Regions from separate parts of the Zea mays genome. Here region 2 is linked to region 1. Evidence: chromatin contacts called from public Hi-C data. All regions are on one chromosome and are shown on one strand. The core of a region is the stretch at or near the end of the contact, and the rest is flanking DNA. Distances in the headings are between cores, read along the strand shown.

What was found. A called contact is a pair of places that touch in the nucleus more often than the background predicts.
Region 2: a contact with region 1 is called in a Hi-C map of leaf, with 7 times the contacts expected there. The contact joins the promoter of LOC100194289 here to the promoter of LOC113664105 in region 1. A contact is called at or near these places in 3 of 25 Hi-C or Micro-C datasets (ear, leaf and tassel) and 1 of 3 datasets of contacts at active chromatin or transcription factors (leaf).

What each region holds. Positions count from the first base shown.
Region 1 is chr1:196,104,198-196,110,652 of Zm-B73-REFERENCE-NAM-5.0, reverse strand. LOC113664105 reads left to right here and starts at 2,328. Exons shown (of 3, transcript NM_001367435.1): 1 at 2,328-3,064; 2 at 3,408-3,662; 3 at 3,774-4,244. The coding sequence starts at 2,435. The coding sequence ends at 4,076. LOC103642551 (type II inositol polyphosphate 5-phosphatase 15) reads right to left here. Exons shown (of 11, transcript XM_035964208.1): 10 at 6,022-6,382; 11 at 5,085-5,875. The coding sequence ends at 5,483.
Region 2 is chr1:196,244,074-196,250,528 of Zm-B73-REFERENCE-NAM-5.0, reverse strand. LOC100194289 (60S ribosomal protein L32-like) reads right to left here and starts at 2,943. Exons shown (of 4, transcript NM_001371640.1): 1 at 2,876-2,943; 2 at 2,664-2,755; 3 at 393-574; 4 at 1-253. The coding sequence starts at 2,753. The coding sequence ends at 124. It also overlaps the pseudogene LOC103645157.

The DNA.
Region 1 (6,455 bases), core at 1,079-3,578:
GTACACACAGCCATGCATGCATGTGATCATGGCCTCGCCTTCGCGTACGATTTTGGTCATGGCCGTGCGTGCCGGCAAGGCAAGGCAATGCCTTATTCTATGCCTGCTCGTCTTTTGCATTGACAGGGTGTAGTGTTGTAGCCTGTGAGCACATACATCTCTGCTGGGAGCTAGGTAGCTTCGAAGGGTTGCTTCTGAATAAAACATGGAACGAGCTAGTAGCTCACAGAACCATTAGGTTGCTATTGCTAGGTAACGGCGGCTCTCTCTCTCTGTATATAGCATTATATGTATTATCTACCACACCGATGAATCATCGTGGACTGGTTTGAAAAGACAACGTTCTCGCATTGCATTTGCATGGTAGTGTGTGCTGGCCTTCCCTGACACTGATCAAAGGTAGGTGAAAAGTTGGCCGACGAACGATGCTTTCCCGGTGGAAGCTCGCCTGTCTGTCTTTCTGTCTGTCTGTCTTTTTTTTCTTTTTCAGATGGAAAGGATTCCAATCTTGTTGGGTGGTTAGAGGTTTCACGATCAGCTGGCGTTCAAACTTCAAACTCCCTTCCGTGCTACTCCTACTCGCAGATATGCTACATACACACTAGCTGGCATGGCGTGGTTCCCAGCTTTCAGGCTGGCTAGCTCCAGCAGCCAACAGTGCGTGCGTTTTGGTAGGGGCGGCAGCAGTAGACTCTCTTAATTTGCACGCTTTCAACTAAGGCATATATTATTTCCTCTGCTACTATTTTCTCCCAAGGAAAACAAAAACAAAAAACAACAGGCGAACAAGCAGCACGTCCACGGTCAGTGGCTGAGCGTGGTTGAAGGGCAGTCCGAGCGCCGAACCTGTCCTCCTCCAAGGCACGCACGCACGCCAAGGCCATCAACCACGTCCATTTTCTTCAGAGTAGGGGGGTCTTTGGTCAGCAAACTGCTGCTGCACAATGCAACCGAAAAGGTTGACACTGCTTCAGTGGTGGCTCCACCTCCACTGTCCACTCCTCCAATTTGCGAGGCTTCAACCGTCAGCCTGCCTGCCTCTGCCTTGTTTGGTGTGAAAGATTTGGCAGGTTTCTCGCTACTGTACGTCGACATGAAATGGGATCCGTCTCCCTTTCAGTTTCAGCCGTATCTCGCCCATCTGCCAACCTGCGGGCGGATTTTGTTGGTTGGTTCGTTGGTTGGGTCGATCTGTTTGACTCGTTTGGTTAGGTTACCTGTAATTATGGCCACCCCCCCTCAACCAACGAGCACGCCAGGCGAGTAGGCGACCGTATACGCAATGCCGCCGTCACGGTGGCGTCGGTCAGGAGAGGAGGGTGCCCCGTCGCGATCCCTCGCCGGCCGGCTGGACCACCAAAGCGCCGCGCGTCCTTCTCGGGGTCTCAGTCGGGCGCATCGCACGTCTACGGGATCCGCATCCGCCGGCGCCGGCGCCACCACGCGCGCCAGAGCCCGGCCCCCCGGCCGTCGCGTGGCTGTCGTCCATGCATGTCCCTCCTCCTCCCGGCCGGCCGGGCGCCTCTCATGCTTATCCCCGGCGACGTACGTGCGGACGACGGGACCGAGTTTCTGCTCCATGTCGACGACAAACCCGCGTCACGGGAGAACGACAGAAGAGATCGATGTGAAGAGAAGAGGCACGGATTCGGGTCACGTCGATCGGGCCGGCGTGTGTGGACAGACTGCCGTGTCGTAGCCTAGCGTCTGAACCGGGACGCCCGAGCGGCGACGTCGAAGCGCGCGAGCGCGTACACTGGGCGGGCGGCCGTACCCAAGCCAGGTGGTCCATCGCCTTTCGGCACTCGGCCGCCGTCGCTCCCAAAGTTCACAGCTGTGACCAGACCAGCGGGCGGTGGAAGGCTCCGCCGGACCGTGAGATCCTGGGGCGAGAGAGAGAGAGAGGACGCGACGCGCCGACGCCACAGTTGAGTCCATAGACGGTGCACCCCACCGCTGCATGCCAAGACCAGCCACTCCCTGCGGCGCAGGTCACGCTAGTTTGAGACTGCCTCCAGGTCCTCTAAAATGATCCTATACTCTAAATTTAGAAGAAAAAAAATTATATACAACACTCCCGTCTATGCACGTAGATATAAAATACAGATATAGAGAATAAATATAGATTAAGTTGATCCGCACCTTCAGCTGGCATCCACCGCACGTGCTCGGATTCGTTTATCTGCTGCTAAAAGGATACTTCGCTGTCACTGGGACGACCGCGTCAATCTCCGCCCCCACGTGTCCACCGCCATCTGCGGCCTCGTGCCCTCCTCCTCTATTAACCGAGCCCGCCTCCACACCCGGACCACACCCGCACCAGCCTCTTCAGCGCCCTGCGCCCAAGCTCCAGCTCCGATCCGTAACCCAAACAAACGACACCTTGGGCTTGGAGCCTACTGTGCCACCGGCCCGCCCACGAGACCCCGCGGCCATGTCCATCCCGCGGCTCCTCCTCCTCGCCGTCCTCGCCGCCGCCGCTGCGTGCGCGCCCGCGCACGCCGCCGGCGCCGGCGCCTGCGCGGCGGAGAAGTTCTCGGGCAACCGCGCGTTCGCGGCGTGCGCCGACCTGGCCCGCCTGGGCGCGTCGCTGCACTGGTCCTACGACGCCGCGGCGGCGTCCCTGTCCGTGGCGTTCCTGGCGGCCCCGCCTTCCGCGGGCGGCTGGGTCGCCTGGGGCCTCAACCCCAGGGCGCAGAGCATGGACGGCACGCAGGCGCTGGTCGCCGTCCCCAGCTCCGGCGGCGGCGGCGCGTACGAGGTGCAGACCTACAGCATCTCCGGGACCTCGCTCGGCGCCCCGGGCCCGCTCTCCGCCTACCGGACGTCGGGCCTCGCCGCCGAGGTCGGCGGCGACGGCCGCGTCCGCGTGTTCGCGACCCTCGTGCTCCCCAACGGCACGGGCGCCGAGGTCAACCACGTCTGGCAGGTCGGGCCCTACTCCGGCGGGATCCAGATACACGACACCAAGGGCGACAACATGAACGCCAAGGGGACGCTCAACCTTCTAACCGGCGCCACTGCCGCCGCCAGCGGAGGGGGCAGCATCATCAGGAAGAAAAATGTGAGTTGGTCGGTCCCCACTCCCCAGACCCCCACCCTTCGTCTGTTCGCGTTATTAACAAGGCATTCCTTCGTTTCTTCGATTCTGACCCCATCAGGGCAGTTCTTCGATACAGCCAAGACAATCAGCTGGCATATTTTATTCCACAAGATATAAACCCTCTCGCTCTAACAGTAGTGTGCCAGCCATGTGACCTGTGACAAACTGATGAAGAAGTCTCCGTTCCCATTAAGAATGCCATTGTTGTCATCTAGCTACCATCTGTTAACCACCGGTTTCGCTCTGGGCGTACACTGTCCAGTATTTTTCTGGTCTCTTATCAAACCATCCGTTCTTCCTGTAGACTCATGGGATCCTGAATGCGGTGAGCTGGGGGCTTCTGCTGCCCATGGGAGCCATCTTCGCGAGATACCTCAAGACGTTCAGGTCGGCTGACCCGGCGTGGTTCTACCTGCACGTCGCTTGCCAGCTGCTCGGGTACGGCGTCGGGGTGTCCGGCTGGGCGACCGGCATCCATCTCGGAAACCTGTCCAAGGGGATCACCTACTCGCTCCACAGGAACATCGGGATCACAGTCTTCGCTCTCGGCACTCTGCAGGTACTTCATAACTCACACGCTTCACTGTTTTCACCCAGCTGGTGCATGGAAACTCCGACGCCCGCCCCCCGCTGATCTTCTTCTTCTTCTTCTTCTTCCACCGTTCGCTAGATCTTCGCGCTCTTCCTGAGGCCGAAGAAGGACCACAAGTACCGGGTGTACTGGAACGCCTACCACCACTCGGTCGGCTACACCGTCATCGTGCTGGGCGTCGTCAACATCTTCAAGGGCATGGCCATCCTCGACGTGGAGCAGAGGTGGAAGACGGGCTACATCGCCGCCATCTCCGTCCTCGGCGCCGTCGCCGTGGCCCTGGAGGCCGTCACGTGGGGCGTCGTTCTGAGGCGGAGGAAGGAGGAAAGCAAGAGCTACAACGGCACCTCTAACGGCGGCCGCTTGCCGCTGTCTATGTAGCTCGTCGCCATGTATCTCCATCATCTGGAGAGGCAGCAAACAGCCGTGCGACTGGCTGGCGCTGGCGCGCTTCTTTCCCATCGTGTTTTCGTTACACATACATGCATGCTAATCTAGACCGGTAGTAGTTCACATAGTACTTCGTTACATGTATACAGTTTACTTCAAGATTTAGAGAGAGAGAGAGAGAGAGAGAGAGAGAGAGAGCTGATTATGATGACGTGCACCTTTACAGACGATGATGTTCCTGTACATTTATCATGACGTGGAAACTAGCTCCACAAGTCTCACTTTCCATACGGTCGTAGGAACATCCCTTGTGATCTCCTGCCAATTCAAACCTTTTTTTTTGTATTCTTTCAAATTCCAAAAACTTTTCGTCATCTCCAACATTGTTTTGTTTTGTGACCTGGTCATTGGAGGCGAGGCCAGTGGCCTGGGCGCCTGGCCAAACCCAACTATTGTCACCAAAATCGTCACCGCGCTTGGACTGTTCAGTGTACCAGATTTGACCCAACCTAACTGCACACCAGGACTGTTATTGGATGTCAAATCTGCTGAATCTTTTGGCTGCGTGAGCCTGCATGAGTGCATGACCCATTCTCCAACGGGGAGTTGGAAAGTTTGTTTCGCCTGCACTTGGCTCAACTCCTATCCACCTCAAACGCATTAACTCCCATGTGGGTCACCTTCAGCTGGTGTGCTGGTGGGTGGAAACTGGAAAGCCTGGAACTAGAAGCCACCTCAAACTGAGGTGTGTGAAGTGGGAGCAAAGCAAAGCATCGTCCAGCTCGAATCAAACATGGTAGGAATAACAGGCCCAGGCAGGATAGACGGTGCTTTCAGGTTCCCAGCATTCTTAACGAAAAGCCAGTGTTTTGCTGAGCTTGAGCTGAAGTTTGGAATTGTGAGACTGGGAAAGGGAAGGAAGAAAAAGAACACTTTTTTTGGGTATAGGTTCTTCTGCACAAAAGATCACTGCCTCATTAATCCAAGAGAATTGCCCTGTAAGTTAAATGTACTGCCTCTGTGTATAATTCACACTAGCTTGATTCAATGAAGTAAACCTCTATTATAAGTACACACACAATTATGTACTCCACCTTCTAACCACATAATTTCAATGCCACATCTAGAACGTAAGAATGTAAAAAGAAAAATGTTTGCAACAACTGCACACACACACTTTTTTCTTTTCCCTTTTTGATCTGATATGCAAAGGACGGTGAGACGTGAGAGGTCAGGGACGCATATGTACAGAACAAGATGAAGAGCAGAACCACTTCTTCTCTCCCCACCCCCACCCCCAAGCTTAGGCAAGAAATCCAAGACTCCACCGGCTAAACACTCGGACAGAAAGCAAAAAAACCACAGCACCAGGCAAAACAAAACTGAGCTGCTCGTCTCTACAGGTTCCGCTTCCGCACGCCGCACAGGTCGCGCACCTCGGAGCTGCCGAAGTTTGCGAAGTCAGAACGCAGCAAGTGATTCGACTGGCTACTCTTGGGACCTGGCACAGCGTCGCTAGGTGAGTCGGTAATGGGGCCGCGTGGGTTAGCGGACGGCGGGGCTGGAGGCGCCGGGCAGCAGTGCCGGACGGTGATCCTGTGCGTGGCGGCCTCGGTCGAGGCGACGCCCGTGACGTTCACCGACAGGACGACCTCTATGTCTCTGGTGGTCTCGCACCACCAGCTCTGCTGCACCCCGTCGACGAACTCTTCTTGCGTGAAGAAGTCTTCGTGGTGCACGGCGACTTCCGTTGTGTCTCCTGGTCCGATGAGGCCGGATGATGGCTGGACCTGTCGGGCATTGCAGGGTGGGAGAAACATGTGTTATAACTAAAAGCAGAATAAAGTACGGTAGAGGTGGTACTAGAACAGTAGAAATACAGAAAATGTGTACATATAGACTAAAAAACAAAGAGAGAGAGAGAGAGTAACTCTACCTCAAGCCAAAGTGGAAAGCCAAAGGATGCCCTTATGACTGGCTCAGATTTAGTTCCATCTTGCTTTCTGATTGATTGGCCTTCACACAGGATTTCAAATGCAGCCTTACTAGTTTCGCAGTTATTAGTTATTCGGAGGATGACATCTTCTTGGTTTTCCAATATAATGTTGTTTGTGCTGACGATAGTGTCCGGAACAAAATGCAACTCCCGAAGCAAAGAGTGTACCCTTTTGTTAGACTCGACTATTTTTCCATACTCTTGCCTTCTTATCAGCTCGTCTACTCTCGCAATATCAACGCTAAATGTACATCTCACTGGTTTATGATCACTATCTGTGACATCCATGCAAGCTTCGTACCTATCAAAGAGCAAAAAAAAAACAACGACAAGTTAATTCTGCAAGGAATAGTTATACTAAAGAAGGGTCACAT
Region 2 (6,455 bases), core at 1,694-4,193, 140 kb before region 1:
CGCTACTGGTACCAAAAATGTAGAAATGTCTGGTATTCTAAGTACTAACAAGGCACAAAGCAGAGTAGTTTCCTACAGCCGGGAATGGCAGGATCTATTTGGCCGTTGTGACAAGAAACCAGACTACTCATCCTCCTGGCTGCGGAGCCTGGCGAGCTTGTTGGTGACCACAATGTCGAGCTGCGCGGCACGTTCAACAATCTCCTTGCGCTTCTTGGTTGAAACGTTGTGGGCGATCTCGGCACAGTAGGTTCTATGTGTGCAAGGTAAGGGTGCATTGCATCAGTAAAAAAACTTCAAGAGAAAATGGTTTACAAACACACACACGGGAAAAATCACAATCAGCTGACACAGGCAATGGCAAAAGAAAGGTTGGAAATGTAAATTGATACCTGTTGTGCATCATGAGCAACTCCAGCTCAGAGACATTGTGCACCACAAACTTCTTGAACTTGTTGGGGAGGTAGTGCCTGGTTGATTTGTCAGAGCCGTAACCAATGTTGGGCATCAAGGTGCATCCCTTGAACTTCCTCCTGACACGGGAGTCAATACCCTTTGGCCTGCGCCAGCTTGGCTGTACAAACAATAAACAGTCATAGTTAGTCCTCTAGAATATAGAATTATAGATAATGATATAGAGGGAGATAAACACAAAGATATGGGTTAAACATCCATAATATTGAGTCAAGAGATGATTGAAAGTAATTGTGAAACTAATCCAACATCCATAATGTTCTACCAGAAACTACAACATTTTCATTATTTGGCTAACCATCAGTAAAAGCGTATACAAACAAGGGTTACTAACATCAGTAACCTCTTAGTGCATTAAAAAATAGTACAATACAATCCATATAGTACACATAGCCAGTTTCAAAACTGAGTCCAAATTTAAAAACCATCACAATCAAAGAAAATATTAAAACTTCATTGTGATAAAAAAAATACAGAACTAGAAGCTAAGTAGCGAGAACAAAATTTTATCCAGTAGCGCAGCATTACCTAATTACAAAAATACTGAAGCTGCAATCTGAAACAAGATAACAGTACTAGTGTAATCAGCTAAAGATCAATTAGGTAATCTCTATATACCGCGCTATGATAACAAATAAACCATTGCAATCAGCATTAACTGACTGCTGCAATCTGAAACAAGATAACAGTACTAAGGTAATCAGCTAAAGATCAATTAGGTAATCTCTATATACCGCGCTCTGATAACAAATAAACCATTGCAATCTGAAACAAGATAACAGTACTAAGGTAATCAGCTAAAGATCAATTAGGTAATCTCTATATACTGCTGCAATCAAACAAATTTTTAAACAATACAGCTTTCGAAAGGTGCTGCTAAAAATTTCAGTTGATGCAATCATGGTTCTCTGTACTAGTTGATGACTGATGTACCCAACAGAACTAGAGGATAACAAAATTGTTGCAAAATAATGATAATTCATCATGCACGCCTTGAAAATCCTACGTTTGTTCTGTATTTCTACACACAATTAGATGCCTGCAAAAAATTACTCCGGTCCACAATTTCAAGCAAGTGAAGAATCCATTGCACAAGGCAAAAAACAATGTCGAAGCATGTATCAGAGCCAAAATAAACTTCTTGTGTAGATACAACCCTGGGAGCCAAAATACACTTTAATCCAAACAGAATGAGTGCGTATCTGTAGGTTATTTACGGTTTCAAGCAGTTAATCTAGAAAAAACAAATGTGTATCTTGCTGTCACAAAGCATCAACATGCCGTTCCAGATCTAGGTACGATTAAACCAGGCAGCTAAATAGAAATTTTATCAGGGAAGATCTATGTACAAATAAACCAGCATACGATTTTACAAGCATGGTTATGAAAATGACATTTAAGCGAAGTTAAACGGTAAAATGTATTTATGAGCTGGAGGATGTTTTGACCACATCGCGTAGAACATCCGTGAAACGCGTTTAAACATCTTTGGATGTTTAACTCGTGTTTCGGGCACTTTAGAGTGTAGGAACTCTCAACTCAAAGGCCCAACTCTGTGAGGCACATCAGCTCACAGGTCAAGCCGCTGGCCTCTAGCTCCATTTTCTCGCCTCTCATAGCGCCGCTGGCCTCCACAACCCACATCTCCACCAGGCAGGGTCTACTCCAGCTCCGCCATGAGCTGCACCTCCAGCGCCGCCCGCCTCCCTCCCCCAGCACCAACCCTCATCGCCCACCTCGGGCGCCTGCTGCCGCCCACCTCCCTACTCTAGCACCGCCACCAGAGTGCCTAGATGCATAGACCTATGTGATTGAACTTGATCAACTTCCTTTTATGCTATTTGTTTTGAGAATTGAACTAATGAGTATGAGCATATTTTATCATGGACTTTTGTAGTTTTATGTCAATGTCTGAAAAGACTTTTGAACGTTTAAAGGTTAAAAAGGCGGCTCCTAACATTTTATCGTTTTACTGCTTTAATAAGCATGTTCAGAAGGTAAAAAACCATAGGGATAAATTCTGTATCCATACATCAGGTGTTAAACTAAAGCAACTCAACAAAAGCGCTGCTCTGCAAAATAACGACTTCTATCAAGCGCACAGATCCGGCTGCGAAGAAGGCAGCACGAGGCACACACACACACACACACATACATTCCAGAGATGAGAAGAGGATGAAGCTTCAGACCTTAAGGCACTTATAGCGGTCGAGATGGGGCCTCTTGAACTGCTTGACCCGCTTCTTCACGATCTTCTTTGTCAGCAGCGGCACCGCCATCTCTGCTCCGTCACCGATCACAAACAGGCAACAGCGAACGCGGAGACGTGAGACGGGGAACAAGGAGCGAAGGAACGAGGAAAATAGAGGGAGACTTTCGCCGACGAGGAGGCGGCAGGAACCTTGGATCGGAGCGCGCCAAGAGGAAGGGTGGACGCGAGGCGGCGGAGGAGCGGGATTCGGGGTACCGGGCTAAAACCCTAGCGGACGAACTGCTGGGATGTGGACTGTTGTAACCGAGTCGGATGGCTGGATCGGAGTGGATGGGCTCCTATATTATTGGGCCTTAGTTTGATAAAATGACAAATATACAGAAAAGAAGAGAGTCAGTTGAGTCCTTGGGCTGGGTCTGCTTTAGATGGGCTTCTTTAGGTGGCTAAGCCAGGTCTGGCCCATATTGTGACGTCTCCTTACATTCTTGCTGCTTTTTATGGTGACTAGAACAGGAGGCGCCTATCAACAAAGCGTCAGCTATATTAGCGTATTAGAACATTTTTAATTTCTATCTCCGAGATTCCAAATATTACAATTTGTAGTGTTACACTGATGATGAATTGATAATGGCTAATGAGCAAACACCAGACAACTCTGTCGAAGCCTGATGCTGATGGTTCAATGTTTCAGTAACAGCACATGGCAAAAAAGAAAAGAAAAACTCTTTCTAGATTCCTAGCAGACAAAATTGTTGTCCTTGTTGAACATGGCCAGGTCTAACTCCTGCCAGTTGGTTCGCAGGGTGATGAAAAAGAGGACGTAATTCTGGCAGAGGAGGCTGCATATCTGCCCCATCCACAGCCCCTGGATGACACAGGCATGCATTGTTAATTTGGTACATTAACATTCATTAATTATTTGGTACATGAACATTCATTTATTCAGAATAGAACAGATCATGTACCTTGGTTTGGAAGGCGAGCGTGATCGCGAGCGGCAAGCCGATGACATACGCCACCAGGTTGGTCCACGCCGCCAGGTGCTACCACCCGCAGCCCCTGGCGACGCCGCAGAGCACCCTCTGCGTGGAGTCGAGCACGACGGAGCCGATGAGCAGCAGCGTCATGGAGGCGAAGGCGCTGACCACGGCCTCGCTGGTGGTGAAGAGGCACACCTAGAGGTCGTGGCCGAGGCCCAGGAGCAGCAGGAACGCCACCCCCAGCGTCACGGACAGCGCCAACGACACGGTGAGTGCCTTCCTGGCGTTAGCGATGTTCCGGACTCCCAGCTTGTTGGACACTGAAAGGGAATTAGGCTTACACCTATTTCCTAAATGATTTTGGTGGTTGAATTACCCAACACAAATAAATTGGACTAACTAGTTTGCTCTAGTGTATAAGTTATACAGGTGCCAAAGGTTCACACTTAGCCAATAAAAAGACCAAGAATTGGGTTCAATAAAAAGAGCAAGGGATAACCGAAGGCAGCCCTGGTCTGGCGCACCGGACTGTCCGGTGTGCCACCGGACAGTGTCCGGTGCACCAGGGGACTTCAAGCCAAACTTCGCGCCTTTGGGAATTTTTAGAGGCGCTTCGCTATAATTCACCGGATATGTCCGGTGCACATCGAACAGTGTCCGGTGCTCCAGAGGAAAGCGGCTCTGAACTCGCCAGCTTCGGATTTCCGCTCCGCTATAATTCACCAGACATGTCCGGTGCACACCAGACTGTCCGGTGAGCCAGCGGAGCAACGGATACTTCGCGCCAACTGTCGTCTGCAACGCATTTAATGCGCGCCAGCGCGCGCAGAGGAGCAGAGCACGCGCGGGTGGCACACCGGACAGTCTACAGGACTTGTCCGGTGCACCACCGGACAGCCAGACAGGCCTACAAGTCAGAGCTCCAACGGTCGGAACCCAACGGCCTGGTGACGTGGCTGGCGCACCGGACAGTGTCTGGTGGCACACCGGACTGTCCGGTGCGCCATGCGACAGCAGCCTCCATCAAACGGCTAGTTTGGTGGTTGGGGTTATAAATACCCCCAACCACCCCACATTCAAGTCATCCAAGTTTTCCACCTTCCAACTACTTACAAGAGCTCTAGCATTCAATTCTAGACACACTCAAGAGATCAAATTTGTCGGCGTTTCGAGACCGGGGGGTCCCTAAGCCGACGAGTGAATGTCGCCGCGTGCCCCAGCCCAGATGGGTCGAGCGCGAGGCCGAGCGCGAAGGGGGGAGAGTGAGGCGGCCGGAGACCGGCGTGAGAGAGGTGGGAATCCCGCGGCCTTCATGTTCGTCCCGCGCCCAGGTCGGGTGCGCTTGCAGTAGGGGGTTACAAGCGTCCACGCGGGAGAGGGAGCGAGCAGCCTCACGCGAGCGCCTGTCTCGTCCTCGTCCCCGCGCGGCCAACCCTCTCTAAGAGGGCCCTGGTCCTTCCTTTTATAGGCGTAAGGAGAGGATCTAGGTGTACAATGGGGGGTGTAGCAGAGTGCTACGTGTCTAGCGGAGGAGAGCTAGCGCCCTAAGTACATGCCGTCGTGGCAGCCGGAGAGATTTTGGCACCCAACCGGTGTGATGTCGTGGCCGTCGGAGGAGCGATGGAGCCCGGCGGAGGGACAGCTGTCGGAGCTGTTGAGTCCTTGCTGACGTCCTCCTGCTTCCGTAAGGGGGCTGAGAGCCGCCGTCGTCACAGAGTATGCGGGGCGCCATCCGCGAGCTAGATGGGACGCCGGTCTTGTTCCCCGTGGCCCGAGTCAGCTCGGGGTAGGGTGATGATGGCACCTCCTGTTGACGTGGCCGGTCTGCGCCCTAGATTGGGCGATGTGGAAGCTCCTCCGAAGTCGAGGTCGAGTCTGTCTTCCGTGGCCGACATCGAGTTCGAGCCCCTGGGTCGGGCGAGGCGGAGACCGTCGGCTGAGGCCAGGGCGGAGTCCGAGCCCTGGGGTCGGGCGAAGCGGAGTTCGTCGTCTTCTGGGGCTGAGCCCAAGTCCGAGCCCTGGGTCGGGCGGAGCGGAGTTCGTCGTCTTCTGGGGCTGAGCCCAAGTCCGAGCCCTGGGTCGGGCGGAGCGGAGTTCGTCGTCTTCTGGGGCTGAGCCCGAGTCCGAGCCCTGGGTCGGGCGGAGCGGAGTTCGCCGTCTTCCGGGGCTTAGCCCGAGTCCGAGCCCTGGGTCGGGCGGAGCGGAGTTCGCCGTCTTCCGGGGCTTAGCCCGAGTCCGAGCCCTGGGTCGGGCGAAGCGGAGCTTCCTATGGTGCCTGTGGCCGGGCCTGACTACCTGTCAGTCTCACTCTGTCAAGTGGCACCGCAGTTGGAGCGGCGCAGGCGGCGCTGTCTTTCTGTCAGGCTGGTCAGTGGAGCGGCGAAGTGACGGCGGTCACTTCGGCTCTGCCGGCTGGGAGGCGCGCGTCAGGATAAAGGTGTCAGGCCACCTTTGCATTAAATGCTCCTGCAATTTGGTCGGTCGGCGCGGCGATTTGGTCAGGGTTGCTTCTTGGCGAAGACAGGGCCTCGGGCGAGCCGGAAATATGTTCGCCGCTGGAGGGGGGCCTCGGGCGAGACGGAAATCCTCCGGGGTCGGCTGCCCTTGTCCGAGGATAGGCTCGGGCGAGGCGTGATTGCGTCCTTCGAATGGACCGATCCCTGACTTAATCGCACCCATCAGGCCTTTGCAGCTTTATGCTGATGGGGGTTACCAGCTGAGAATTAGGAGCCTTGAGGGTACCCCTAATTATGGTCCCCGACAGTAGCCCCCGAGCCTCGAAGGGAGTG